2 separate regions of the Triticum aestivum genome follow, and region 2 is linked to region 1. Evidence: chromatin contacts called from public HiCAR-type data. All regions are on one chromosome and are shown on one strand. Each heading gives the region's core, a stretch centred on a gene start, on an enhancer-like site or on the middle of the called end of the contact. The rest is flanking DNA. Distances are from core to core; before and after follow the strand shown.

Region 1 (7,440 bases), core at 2,816-5,315:
CCTACTCTGGTGGCTAGTTCTACTTATATAGGCTCTGGTCCTCTTCCCAAACATTGAGCGGGAAGGGAGCCAACAACGGCGGCCAATTTGAAAGGGGACAGCTAGTACAACTTATCCTGACAAAAATAGTCTTCGCCTGCAAAAGACTCTGGTGGTGACGCCGTCTCGGGCTCCACGGTGACCTTCGTCTTGTTGTCCTCATGGTCTTGGTCTCGTTGCACTGATATGGAAACCTTTGCTTGATGCCTCGGTACTTCGCGCCTGTGCTTGCCCCCTTGGCACCAAAGAGGAAACAAGGACGCTGCGCGCGCTGGCGCCCGCCTGATCCCGACCGTCATGGCTCACGTCACGAGAGCCTCGCGAGGTTTGCCCCGCCTTGATATCTCCGCTCCTCGTGAGCCTGCCTGGCGAGGCCGCTCCTGAGGAGGTCTTGCGTCGCTCGCCTCGCGAGGGTCTTGAACGCCTTGTTGATGAAGATGGGACGTACAGGCCTGCTCGCATAGCCACGCCGTGGGCCGCAGACAGGCAAGTCTGGGGACCCCGTTCCCAAAACGCCGACAAAAACCAAAGAAATCAAAAAGAAAAAGAAAAGGACAAAATCGGGGTGTTACAGTTACCGCCACCGTTGTATAGCCATACCTTTCACCTAGTCAACGCTTGTACTTCGTATCCAGTCACCAAAGGCTACTCGAAAAGAGACTCCCCGCCCCACTTTTTGGCTCTACTTGGCCTTGTTAGGCCTTGTACAATGCAAGGTGCTTTGGAGAGGTGCTTGGAGAAATAAACCAGACTTTCCTTAAGCACCGGTACTTATTTGTACAGGATAGACGCTTAATTAGGCGTTTTTTTTGTAGAAATAGACACTGGTGCTTCAGAAAAACTCGATTTATTTTTCTAAGCATCTTCCTAAGCACCTAGCATTGTACAAGGTCTAATGGGCTCCTTATCTATAAAGTCAGGTTGATGCTTACGTTCCCAGAAAAATGCATGGCGGTGACTACTTAGTCCATGTGTGTACCATAGTAGAAAAATCCGTGCATGAACATACAAATTTTATGCAAATGCAGTTTGAATGCATGTAGAGAAAAAACTTTTTATCTTCCTGCACTCATGATTGCTTTGTTCAAACTATATATGATTATTGGGTTGCATAATCATGAGGAAGGGCAGACGTTGTTCATGATAATAAGGCATCCTCTTGCTCTCGCGAGGGAGATAAATTGGTTCCGCTCTTGCACCATTAAGGCCTCCTTTTGGATTTTCGTTGGAATTCTGTAGAGTAGGTTTTTCAAAGGAAAATTCCTTTGAAATCATTTAGTTTGTAGCAATTGATTTCTATTCCTATGCTGAATAGGAACATTAGTCTAGACTTAATAAAAAGAGATTATATTTCATGTATCAAATGACATCTCTTTTCGTATAGGAATTGAGTTATGTGTCATCTCACTTTCTACGCTTTTTCTATTGCTATGACATTCCTATCTTCAGAACCAAAGGAGGCCTAAGGAATTTCTAGCTGCTATTGAGGAAGCAACTCGCCAATTCCACGAAGGAACGAGTCCAGCTAAAGAATATGTTTATCATATCTGGCTTCAATCTTTTTCTAAACCACGCGGTTGAACAGTCCAGCGTTTGAACTTATGCTGCGCTGATCTTTCTCTTTCCCAAGAAAAGAAATGCCAAATAGTATATGCTCTCGGAAATTTCAGGCGGCTAGAGACTTAGAGAGTGATGATTATGAAAAAAAAATATACTTTTTCTACCGGCAGTTTTTTTACTACATTCTCCTTCCACATATATAGAGCCTAATACATTTTTTGAGGTTGCCATTGACTATTGATAAGATTAATAATATATGAAAGGTATAATGTGAAAATTATATCACTAGAAGCTCCTTGCACGTACGAATTTGATAATGTGCTTTGTGTAACTTGCATGTCTTGCTCTAACATGTGGTCAAAATTAATCTCGAAAAACGCGTTAGGCCTTATATACATGGAAGGGGAGTATTGTAGATAAATTACAGGATGAGGTAGAGACTTATGATCAGTCAGGGAAGATGGGCCGCATAGGGGAAGGTTATTAAGAAAGGGACACATCCTCGTGCCCCTCGTGCCATGCGCCCACATCGCTCACTTGGCAATGGACTCGGACGACGAGGAAGCGCTCGCCGCGCTGCTGGAGGAGGAAGCCGAGGCCGACGTCCAGGAAGAGGAACATCTCATGGTCCTCGCCGCCCTGCTGGCGAGCAATGAAAAGCCGCGCCGAGGTGGCTCGGCGCCGGGGCGGATGAAAGCAAAGAACCGGCATCGTCTCAAAGGCTACTACATGCTGTACTCCGACTACTTCGTCGATGCTCCACTGCACGGCGACAAAACATTTCAGCGCCGTTATCGGATGAGCCGATAGCTCTTCCTCAGGATTGTGAATTACATCCGGGAGTTCGACAACTACTTCAAGTGCAAGATGGATTGCACCGGCAAACTTGGATTCACCTCGATCCAGAAGTGCACGACAGCAATGGGGATGCTTGCATACGGAGCTCCCGGTGATTCACTCGACGACTATGAGCGCATGGTCGAGTCCATCGCCATTAAGTGTTTGTACAAATTTTGTCGGGCAGTGGTCGCAGTGTTTGGACCACAATACTTGCGAACACCCAATGCGGAAGACACTGCTCGGATCCTAGCACAGAATGCAGCAAGAGAATTTCCTGGGATGCTTGGAAGCATCGACTGCATGCATTGGAAATGGAAGAACTGCCCATTTGCTTGGCAGGGGATGTACAAAGGTGCCAAAGGCGGTTGCAGTGTGGTACTTGAGGCGGTGGCCACACAGGACCTCTGGATTTGGCACTCCTTCTTTGATATGCCAGGAACTCACAATGACATCAACGTGCTGCAGTGCTCCCCTATCTTTGCCAAGCTTGTTGAAGGTCATTCTCCTCCGGTGAACTTCGAGGTCAACGGGCGGCACTACAACAAGGGGTACTACCTAGCTGATGGCATCTATCCGAGATGGTCTACATTTGTGAAGACTATCTCAAACATTGTGCTAGGAGGCAAGAAGTCCCGCTTTGCCAAGGTGCAGGAGGCTTGCAGGAAGGATGTCGAGCGGGCATTTGGTGTGCCCCAATCTCGATTTGCTGTTGTCCGGTACCCTACTCAGACCTGGTCGAAAGATCAAATGTGGGAGATCATGACTTGCTGTGTCATCTTGCACAACATGATCATCGAGAGCGAGTAGGAAGAGACAAGTGTTTGACACTGAACCATACTACAGGCAGGGTCCTCTAGCCGAAGTTGATCACCAGCTACCGGCAACCTGGACTGCCTGCCTCAGTATGTGTCAGGAGATCCGAGACCCACAGGTGCATCATCAACTGCAGCAGGATCTGGTGGAGCACCTATGAAGGCTCAGGGGCAACGCCGGGATCGACGTGTGATGAAATATGAGTTTTTATTTGTTGAACTATATAATTTGTATTGAACTATTTGTTGTTCCACTATTTTGTTGAACTATTTGATTTTCTGTGATGAACTATGTGATAAAAAAGATATTTATGTTAAGAATTCAACGCCGAACCACGACGAATATGGGCCGATTCTCGCCCACATGGGGCCTTTATTCGCTGAAAGTGGGCCGAAAACTGGGCCAATATCGGCGCCTGGGGACGACGGCTGGATGCCCAACTGCCCCAGCGCCGATTGTACTGCCGGCTCGCCTCAGACAACGATTTTTATGCCTACTGGGGGCCAACGGCGAAGATGCTCTAAGTCAGAGAAAAATCCACGGAGACTTAAATTACAGGCTGAGGTGGAGACTTAAATTATGATCAGTCAGGGATGATGGGCCGCACAGGGGAAGACTATTAAGAAAGGGACACATACTCGTGCTCCTCGTGCCATGTCTTATCCACGCCACATCGCTCACTCTAACTCAGAGAAAAATCCACGGATGATGCTCGTGGCAAATCGAACCCGACCGCACGCATATACAGTACTAGTACCAGCATTCGCCCGCTCGCTGTCTGTCGAGTGTGGACTGAGCGCGGGTACCCGGTTCCATCCTCGGCCCGCTTCTCACCAACTTCCTCGGTCTGCCATCGCTTAATTGATTGACACAGCAACGCACCTGCGCAACTGCTATTGCCTACTGTTCCTTTAATCTTCCAACGGGCATGGGCCAAAGCCGTCACGGTCAGCTCGGCTGAATGTTCCAACGCGCGGAGAAGAATTCCAGAACGGCATGCTCTCTCTGGGGTCTGGACCATCCCGGCCGTTTCGTGGAAACGGAAATACTGCGCGCGTGTTCCACTGGCTGAAAATTAAACACGCACGCCGTTTGACCTGACCCGTCGTCGTCCCATCCCGATCTTCCGAATCGAAGATAGCCTGCTGTGTGGCTGCGTGGTTGAGTTGTTGTGGAGCGTGGGGTGGAATGGTTCGGCTCAACCAGCTTGGGCACTCTTCCACCAATCAGTTTCCACGCTTCTGTACTGTAACAACCAGGGCCCTGTAATCATCCTCGGTGCAGTCCGAGACGAAAAGTAGTACGTACGTAGTAACTACGAAATCTGGAAGAAAGCTGTTCGTGTACTACTACTTCTGTATGTAATTTATTTTTCTCTTTTCCCAAACGGAGGACATGCAAGGGTAAAGCAACAGCGTGCAAACTGAGCATTTGCTTTTCTCGCATGCTGATCCAACATCATCATGCAGACGAACTAGTCGATTCCATTTCTCGTCTCACAGATGAAAATGCTTCTCGCGACGAGGTCACCGTTCATTACAGGATCAGGATCGTTCCAGCATTTTAGTATCATTTCGCGGACATTATCAGGAAGCAGTCACAAGCAATTTTTCTCAGGGGCCAAGGAGGCTAATCCCCGCTCTGCAGCTGTAGCATGTAGGTCTGGGCTGTCTCTGACGCTATGCTGAGATCTAAAGTGCGTACAAAGCCACGGCTAACACGTGAGCTACATTATTTGATTCTTTATTACATTGCTCAATAAAAACCTTTCCCAAGTCATCTATCAAACTACTACATTCATCAAGAATTGGTGTTGAGATCATGAAATATCCTGTGTTGAGTTTAAGCGCTTCAACAACAACCAGATAATCCATTTGAATGAAGATCGCATCGCACCCAATGTTAAGAGCTAGTTTTAGTCCCTCCACGGAGACTAGAAAATGGGAACGAGTTCCATGGGAGAAAACCCAATTCATATTCGGCGCTAAAACCACAACCTGGCGCACCCCTCCCCTCCCTCCCTACCTCCGATCGATTCTTTGTGGGCTAGCCCATTCAAACGTACTTGATATATTCGATCGCTGGTTTTGGGGAGCTACACGAAGATTCTAAGCCGGTTTTCGGAAGCTTCAGGCGAGGATTTTATTTTATTTTTGTTTGTTTTGGTTTGCTTTTGTTCAGTTTTTTATTTTTTTTAAATAAGTGAACTTTTTCAAATTGGTGAAGTTTTATGAATTTTTGTGAACACTTTTCCTTCAATTCGTGAACTTTTTCTAATTTCTGAACTTTTTAACCACAAATATGCGACCTTTTTTCAAATTCATGAACTTATTGAATCCGATTTTTTTTCAAAATCAAAGGACTTTTTCCAAATTCACTATTTTTCAAAACACATGAACTTTTTCTTGGTTTTTCTGAAATTTTTAACAAATCAGTAACCTTTTTCAGATTCATGAATTACTTTTCAAATTCATGATTTTTTTCAAATTTGTAAAAATAAATCAGATTCATGATTTCTTTTTCAAAGTATGAAATCTAATTTTTGAATTTTTTAAATTCGTAAACTTTCTATTTTTAGTATTTGTTTTTGAATTTTATGAATTTTTCTGTAAAGTCAACAATCAACATAGGCCTCGGTCGACGGTCAATAGCGACCGGTCAATTGGGAACCAAGCAAACCTGAAAGCTTTTCTTTGATTAGCAATAGATCCATGAACAAATCCAGCGCTCGAAACATTGTATTGGGCCGGTCCATAAGCGGGATGGTGCGTAAACGCCAATTCCTCAACGGGCGCATAGGGCAGCAATTAGGAGAGGTCAACTAATACCCCTAAAAAATATGTCAACTAATTTGAGGTTGCCTCTTGCGATGGACCTTCAGGGGTCCTTTTTGGTGCCCTAGGAGCACGCCAAGTGGTGCGTCTAACCGCCACCACATATCACATGCTGGGGGCTTCCTCTGGGTTTTTTTAATTATTTTGTGTACTTGTTTTCGGGTTTTAGATGAGGGTCTTAGAGAGAATTTCCCGGCCTTTTGGTTTTCCCTAGGTTTTGAAGAGAATAGTTTAGGATTTTTTTTTGCTTGGAAAAAAATTGTGCTTCTACGAGAAACGCATATTTGCTTGTCATGGAGGCACAAATTTGTTTTCATGTGAAGCACAGATGTGCTTCCCGTAAAAGGAAAAATATATGTGCTTTCATGAGAAGCACATGTTTGCTTCTCGTGAAGGCACTGATTTGCATCCGCAAGAAGCACATGAGAAAAAATTATGCTTCCACAAGAGGCACAGATTGGCTTCTCGTGGAGGCACATATTTGCTTCCTCAAGAAGCACAGATGTGCTTCTCAGAAATGAAACATTTCTATGCATTCACGAGAAGCACAAATTTGCTTCTCGTGGAGGCACATATTTACTTCCAAGAAGCACAATTGTGCTTTTTGAAAAGGAAAAAAGTTGTGCTTTCACATGCTTCTCGTGTAAGCATAGATTTCTTTCCGCAAAGCACAATTTAGAAAAGAAACATGTGCTTCCACAAGAAGCACAAATTTGCTTCTCGTGGATGAACAAATTTTCTTCCGCGAGAAGCACAACTATGCTTATCAGAAAAAAAAAAAAAGCATGTGTTTCCACAAGAAACACAAATTTGCTTCTCGTGAAGGCACATATTTGCTTTGGCGAGAAACACATCAAAAATAAAAAAATTCTATGCTTCTACTAGAAGGTAGAAGAACAAATTTGCTTCTCATGGAGGCACATATTTGCTTGCGCGAGAAGCACAACTGTGTTTCTGGAAAAGGGAAAAAATGTGCTTTGTGCTTCTCGAAAAAGGGGAAAGGTAAAAAACATACTTCCGGCTTCAGAATTCTTTTTAAGGTTTTTTCATGAAAAAATTCTTCAAAATCTATCAACATGTGATCTAGTTTCGAAGATCTCAAATGCGGGAAATCCAACAATGAAAACAGTCAGGATTTAAACACACAGTTCAGGAGATAAAACATTTTAAATAAACAAATCCATGAAAACAAAAAAAGATCTAGGTTGCGACCTAAGAAGGTGGAAGTGACCTTTAGATAACCCTTGACCGGTGATTTCGCAATTAGGAGCTCTCGGGACAAAATGAAAAATGTCAAGCCTGGGTTGCCCAAGGCCAGAAATCTTCTTGTCTTCCTAGATCTAGTTGGCCCACT
Region 2 (7,440 bases), core at 2,642-5,141, 160 kb before region 1:
GGCGCCGATTAGGAGGTCCCGGAATTGACTAGCAGCTTAGCTCGAAAATGAGATTTCTCTGGTTCAAAGAATTTATTGTTCTATAAAAAAGATGGCAGTACTAGAATTTTATATGATTTCTCCGATTAGACTGGGTTGTTTCATTGGGATTTGTTCTATGTGGGAACTTTTTAGAGTTAATTCTACACCCTCACTCTTTTCTCACCTTTGTCGGTACTACCCCATTTAAGGGATTTTTTTTTATTTGTACACTAGAATCTTATATATGGTTTCTCCTATATAGGCTGTTTCATTGCATTGATACAATCCTATATGAAATTTTCCTGGTTATTCTGCACTACATTTCACATGAAATTTGCACATGTTGAAACTTCCGAAATATCCTTTGCTTTCAACTTTCCCTAAGGTATGATAAAAGAAAGTTGGACATGACGTTGCAATCTTATGGTTTTTAGCAATCCCTTGCCTTTTGATCTTTGAATGAAAGATTCCCCGAAGTGCTCTTGAGAGGCGAAAGGGGAGGAACCCAGATCCCTTGCTCGGCTAATGACCGGATCAGCCGTCTCCTCCCTCTCCGGCTATCGTTGCCACATCGGAGGAGTGGAGAGACCATAGATCTGTGTCAGAGGCCAATATATAGTAGGGTTAGGTACTCCGGAGACGATGTCTAGGTGGTTGCGGCGACACTGTGGAATAAAGGTGTTGGAATTTTTACCCCATCTCGGCAAAGCCATGCGTGGCGAAATCAAAGTGTTTTCGGCGTTGTGGGCTTGGAGATCTGCGGATCCGTCGAGTCGGTGTTTCTCCAGGCGAGGCTGCTGTGGTGGAAGCGACGTCGCGCTGATGGAGTTTTTGTCCCCCGCCCTCGTCTTTGCCGTGGTGAGCTGTGCTTTGTGCTTGCTATGGAGGGTTGTGCTTGGTGCTGTAGGCAACGGTTGCTCGTCGTCCAGCGACTTTGCGGTCAGGAGTTTCTGGGCTTCGGATCTGCTTGTTTGGGTCGGTTGTTTGCAGCTGCTTGTGGTGGTGCTATGCTGATCCATCCAGTGGTGGAGCTTGACTGCAATGTCGGGCGGGGGGAGGGGGCGCAGAAGCAAAGTATACATGTGTTGTAGGGGCTAATGAGAATACTTTGTTCTAATTATACCCCCCTAAAAAAATTTCCTTCAGGAATTTGTGTTGGGTTGGGGGGGGGGGGGGCACAACCCCCTCGCCTATACACATAGCTCCGCCATTGGATCCATCGTCGCTCCAACGTGCTGTTCCGTTTAGAACGAAGATGGAGACTTCCCGTTTGTCAATAGATCGTGCGCATGTCCAAGGATTCTCGCCGGCTCTGGAAGGGAGCGTCGGCAGTGGCGACGACGGTACGCCCTCGTCTCGTGCTGATCAGTTGTTGGATCTGTTCCTAGGGATTCAGTTGTAATTTCCTTTCTTTCTAGGTTGTTGTACCACTTCAAAATTTCAATATAGATTTGAGCTCCTCTTCGCAAAAATGTAAAGGAAAAGATAAGAATAAAAGATGCCCTGACCATAATTAAAAATAATTTCTGATCATTCCATTGTATACCTAATATCAAAGGGAGGCGTGTTTCTCTGATTTTTGGTCCGCTCACCGTCGGAAAGAAAAAAAAATCTGTCCGAGGTGGTAATAAATTTTTGCATGTCCGTCTGCTATAAATGAAAAAATGGCTTGTCAAGAATTTCTTACGTGGGCTGCGCACGCTGTGGCTCAGTCAAGACAGCCCACTTATTTTCGTCAAATAATCGAAGATTCGCACGGGCGCCTAAGACTAGGCCGACCCGTTTTCGGTTTTTATGTGTTGTTGTCTATTTCTCTATTTATGTTCCTTTCTTTTTTTTTCTTTACAGTTTCTTGTTTTCCTTGCAAGTTTATTTTCTTTTCTTGTTTTTTAAATTCTATATTTTAGTAAATAATTCATAATTTCAAATTTTATTCAAGTTTTCAGAAATTTTTCAGAATTCCAAAAAATGTCTATTCAAAAAATATTTAGAACTTTAATTTTTTTGTTTCTTCAGATTTTTTTAAATTCAAAAAATGTCATCATTTTAAGGAAATATTTGCATTTTCTTAAAAAATCGAAAATTTATAAAAGGCATTTATTTTTTTCAAATTCGAAAAAAATCATGTTTTCATGAAATATTAAAAAATGTTCGCATTTAAAAAGCATTTTCTAAAATTGTTCTGAATGTTCAAAACATACTTGCAGTTTGAATAATTGTTCACAAATACAAAAAGTGTTCATCTTGTTTATGAAACATGCATGTTTTCAAAAAAAGGTATGTTTATTTCAAAAAAAATATCATTTAGAATTTTGTTCATGCTTTTCCAAAAATGTACAGAATTTTCAAAAAAAAATTGCATTTTTAAAAATTGTTTGGGTTTTATAAAAATCTTCATGTTTCTAAAAATTCGATAATTCATAGTTATTTTTTTATTTTGAAAAGTTAAAAAAGAATCAACAAAAATAAAGAAAATATTCCGAATCTTACAGTGCGGTATGTTCTTAAATATTCACGCTGGACATGGATTAGCAGGACGTGTTTGTTCGAATGGCTAGCAGGACATGATCGGGTCTTTGAAGTCGTGAGTTTGATCTTTAACGCACCTTTTTTTTATTTTTGTACTAATGGCTTACAAATACAGGCCGTTTCGGTGCCTGCCAGTGAGCTGGCCGAGATAAATCCTTATAAAGAAAGGACATTTATGTATGTTTGTGCGCTAAATATGCTAGAGGTACTGTGGTATCCCCAGCCCACCAGGGTTCAAGTCCTGTTGCTCGCATTTATCCTTGGATTTATTTTAGAATTTCCGGCGATGCGCATTCAGTGGGAGGAGACGTTCTCGTCGACGACGAGGTGCCTACGGCGACTTCGTAAAGTTCAAGATGATATGCCGGCTCAGTCTTTCGGAGGTGCTCATAGGGGTAGGGTGTGCGTGTGTGCGTTCATAGGGATAAGTGTATGCGCGTGTATATGAGCGCTTGCGTCTGTACTGTGTTCAAAAAAAGAATATGCTAATGAAATGAGATTTATTCGCTACGGTTAGCAATCCATCCAGATACGCTGTTGTATGAGAGAGTGCTCGAAGCAACCGTGCCGCGAAGGTCGCCGGGCTGCCACAACCCGAAGACAAAGGTGTACCCAGAGGAAAAAAAAGACACTAGTTGGGTGGTCGCCGTCACGCCGACAAACCCCACCATTATCAAGATCTCAGAGGAAAACACACGAGTCAAGAGAAGACCGCAGCTCCTCGCCGCGGGCGCCGTTTTTTATGGACACATCAATTATCTCTCTCGTTGTCTCTCATAAAAACAATTCTCTCCCGTTACAACGCGCGGACATATGTACTAGTAACACTAAAATCTCCTCGTAATCATGTTGGTGGACTAAGAACACCAAAAAAAGACATATTTGTGCTAAATTCCCATGAAAACAAGCAATTCAAGATCTAAACCTCTAAATAACCTCGAGAACACGATAAAATATTGAAGTTATTGCGTAAGCTCTCATAACGCTAGAGGCCTTCGATGCATTTTTGCTACGCTAAATCCCCATGAAGGCATGCCATCTGCAGTCTAACCCGCTGAATCAATTCGAAAACATGCTACCAGTCTCTCGTTCAGGGCCGCAGCTCTAGCCGCCAAATCGTGAAACGATCACCTTCAGCGCAAGACATCGCCTTCGTAAGCCCAGCCGACTGAGAGCTGCGTCCGGAAAAAACCAAGACCCGAGACAAACCGCACTCACGTTTCCTCGTAATTTCCTGATCGAGTCCTCCAACTTGCGCGCGACTATTCGTGCGTGGGCGCATGCATCCTACTGTTCCAGGATCAGTCCGGTGTCAGACAGATGGCGACCTCGCGTTCTACTAGTCACATGTGACATGTTCTTCCCTGCATCCTTGACTCACCAAACATTTTTCGTCTGCACGCAGATAAGTCGTAGCGAATTAAGTGTCTTTGCTGACTAATCTCACTGGATGAACACGTACGACCGCTCTACGCGCCGCTCGCGGTTCGATCCATTCCAATTAATCGGTCGGATGTACTACTACCACTACGTGCGTGTGCCTGATCAAGACTTGAGACCGGTGGGAGCAAGTGAGTGTGACTCGGAAGTTTCTGCGAATTCCAATAATGAAAGATCTTGCTGGTCTATCTCAATGCTTGGCTGGGGTTGGAATTTGGGGCGGTTTGGTTTTAGGCCATGCATTGTTATATTTTGCCACACATTTTTGCCAAGATTGTCTAAGATTAATTCAACAAATGAGAGACACAAGTTGGCAAGCCTAAGTGAATCTTGCCACACATTTTATGTGTATATCATGTGAGGCCCTAGTATGGCTTTACGTAAGATGTAGTTTGAACCGAACACTCATCTAAGTTGATCAAACCTAGCCTAATCTTAATGTGACAACCTTTGACAATCTTAATCACAAACCAAACTACAGTAGCATACAGCAGTAGCCTGAGCCTCTTTCCTTACACAAAATACTACTACCACGTACTAGCTTCTATAATCCCACGATATGGACAGTTATACGACCTCCATCATTTGTTAACTCAAGATTCCCGTTCCTCCCGTCCCTCCCGAGTCGCCCCTGTGCGGCGGCTGGGAGGCCTCCAGATCCCGTCGTCCCCGACTCCCCCTCTCGTCGTCCTCCTCCCTCGCCGCCGCCCAAGGGCGCGGCCAGGCAAAGCCTTACCGTTGCCGGCGGCGGCGGGGACTAGGTGCCCTCCCGCTCGTGAGGAGCTGGCGCGGGCCGGCGCCCCCGGGCCGGAGCGTGGCGTCCGGCCGGACGTCACGACGGGGGCTGGCGGCGCTCCGGCGATCCCATTCCCCATGGCAGGCGGCTTCAAAATGTGGGGCGCCACGGTCGCCATGGACGACGGCGGCGTGACCAGATCGGCGGCGGCGCGGCCAGATCTGGGCTTAGGCGTGAGCTTGGTCTCCGGGTCATGGTCGACGCGATGGCAAGTGCGACACGTCGGCATCTTTGTCTGGTCCTTGACAACCCGGGCAACTCCGGGGAAAACCCTAGATCTCCATGGGATCGAGCGATGATGGTGCTCTTGCGCCGTAGTCCCTCTTCAGGGCATCGTTTTGGAGTTTGCTACGGTCGAAGGAACCAGCGAGGCCGGCGCCGTACGCCCGGTGGCGCAACTGCCGATGAAAATCGCGCCGACTACGGTCATGGCGAACGATGGCGGCGTCTTTGATGTCGTTTCCTTGTCGAGGCATCGTTGTCGCAGTTGGCGTCATCGGGCTCGGGATGCTCCAGGGGAAACCCTAGATCTGGGTCTCCCGGATCGGACGATGATGGCGTTCTTAGTAGCGCTTTCCCTCATGGGGGCATCGTTTTGGAGCAAGTGATGGCTGGAGGTGACAAGAGGAGGAGCGGTGCTTCATCGCACACATTGTTGGTGTCGGATCTCGATGGCATGGCGCTCTGGAGATTAGGCGTCTGATGTGCGATGATGGACTCGCGCAGGAGGTCGACGCTGTCTGGCGTCGTGGTGGCGTCGGCGGCAGTTAGACCGGGCAACGTTCATGCAACAGTACAGCTCTGAAGATGGATTGGTGGCAGGTGGCTACGGCGGCCTCATACCTGGCAGACGTCCTGGTTGAGGAGCACGCCGGACTGGTGGGTGCCCATACCCGGCAGGCGTCCTGGTTGGGACCTCAGGTCTTAGATGTTAGGTTTGGCTGCGAGGTCTGTTTCGTATTAGGCCCAGACTATCAGCATCACTTCATCAATTGGATAGGAGTAGCGACACTTTTGTTGTCTAGACGGTGTCTTCAGTCTTATTGTTGAATGAGTTTGTAAAGTCTTGTGTGAATAATTAATAAAGTGGCTGCATGCATCGTCCAGATGTAGAGGCCGGGGGTCCTCCTCCATTTATAAAAATCCCATAATTGTCAAACACACTGACAAATATGAAAAGAGGACATCGCGTTGTGATGCGACGTATAAAGTTTTTATACATAACTTTTTGTATCTAAGAAAAAGAGAGAGACAATTCTCTTGGCGTTCTCCCATCCGGCGGCGACTCCTCTCCTATGTGTTCAGAAGTGCTCGAGCGTGCGATGTTGCTTCGACAATGTTGCGGCATCGGATAGGTGTGCCCCAAATCCTCATAAAATTCGACGGTTTCCCTCCTGATCATGGACAGATCTCGGAGCTCTTCTGTGCGGCGGCTGGATCTTGCATTTGGGTGCACGATTTAATCTCCCAGTCAGTGGGACCGAGGTTGTAGCGGCGGTGTCGAAGTGCTCTTCAGATCAATGGTCAAGGCTGGTCGTCCTCTCTCGCCCCTTCCTTAGGTGGCAGACACGGTAAAAGCTACAAAAGTACATCCCTCGGCAGTTGACGCTAAAAAATGCATGATTGCAAAGAGCGGCTCAAAGGTATAACATGATGAAGTCAATTTTATGATTGGAAGTCATCTTTGCAAAGAGCGGCTCAAAGGTATAATATGATAAGAGATGATCAAAATAGATATTAATGAGCCAAAACAGTGCTCGAGCGTGCTGATGCATGGGGAAGCTCTGCTCAGGAGTTGGTGCTCGGGGTGTTGCTCGCCATATTACGCCCCCAAAACGTCATAAAATGGAAAGTGCTCTACATGAACATTGTTGGCATAGTCAATACATAAAACTTTAATTTTTGGGTCATCTTCATCCGAGCTCATATGCAACTTCCAAAGCTAAGAAAACATTCTCCTGGTCTCATACATTGTTTGATACATGTCTTAGACATGTCGTTAGGTATTCGACCCCCAAGACGACATCGAGTTGAAAAATATTTGTTGAAATGGATAAATTTTCTTTTGGAGCCATCTCCATTTGTGCGGCCTGTGGGTCTCAAAAACCAAATTGTTGTTTCAAACCCACGTGTAATCCGAGTTTGATTAGTTTTCAAAAGATTTGAACAGAATTTGAAGTTATTTTCTTGTATGGGAAGTACAGCCGCCTCATGAATAGATGAAAGGCGATGGCTGATTGAACAACACAGAATCAATAAACCAACCTACCACTTTTATCTTTTCCTTCTACCTTGCACTTGTTCTTCCTCGTCCTTCGTGTCCTGACGGGGTCCTCCTAGGCCAGCGATCCATGAGACCCAAGAGGACATTAGGTCGACCTAGGGCACCCCATTGCCACCACGTGTCCTAACGGGGTCCTCCCAGGCCTGTGGAGTTTCGGGTTCCCAAAAGACTTCGCCTGTGTGTCTTGCGTATCACGCTCTCGGCAAGGCTCCTTCAACGTGTCCTGTGTATCACACTCGATGCCGAGGCTACACGGTGACGTGTTCGCGAGTGAACATTGACTCAGCATCGCCTTCACCTTTGAGTCGCGAGTCGTCCTGGATCCACGACGCTTGCGCTTTTGGGCAGAGTTCAGTGTCTTTTTTGGCTG

The links. HiCAR-type assays count read pairs that join an accessible place to other places.
Region 2: a contact with region 1 is called in a HiCAR-type map of leaf, with 3 times the contacts expected there. The contact joins two enhancer-like sites. A contact is called at or near these places in 1 of 5 Hi-C or Micro-C datasets (an unstated tissue) and 1 of 1 datasets of contacts at active chromatin or transcription factors (leaf).

The regions. Positions count from the first base shown.
Region 1 is chr2D:592,501,951-592,509,390 of IWGSC CS RefSeq v2.1, reverse strand. No RefSeq gene overlaps it. Among protein-coding and RNA genes, the nearest start is that of LOC123050226, 9.9 kb to the right of the region's middle. Within about 2 kb of position 4,065, at least 6 of the 8 cell types and tissues checked have an H3K27ac peak or open chromatin away from gene starts, as enhancers often do. A contact at or near this core is called in leaf, where this site is marked.
Region 2 is chr2D:592,666,757-592,674,196 of IWGSC CS RefSeq v2.1, reverse strand. No RefSeq gene overlaps it. Among protein-coding and RNA genes, the nearest start is that of LOC100136986, 17 kb to the right of the region's middle. Within about 2 kb of position 3,891, at least 1 of the 8 cell types and tissues checked has an H3K27ac peak or open chromatin away from gene starts, as enhancers often do. A contact at or near this core is called in leaf, where this site is marked.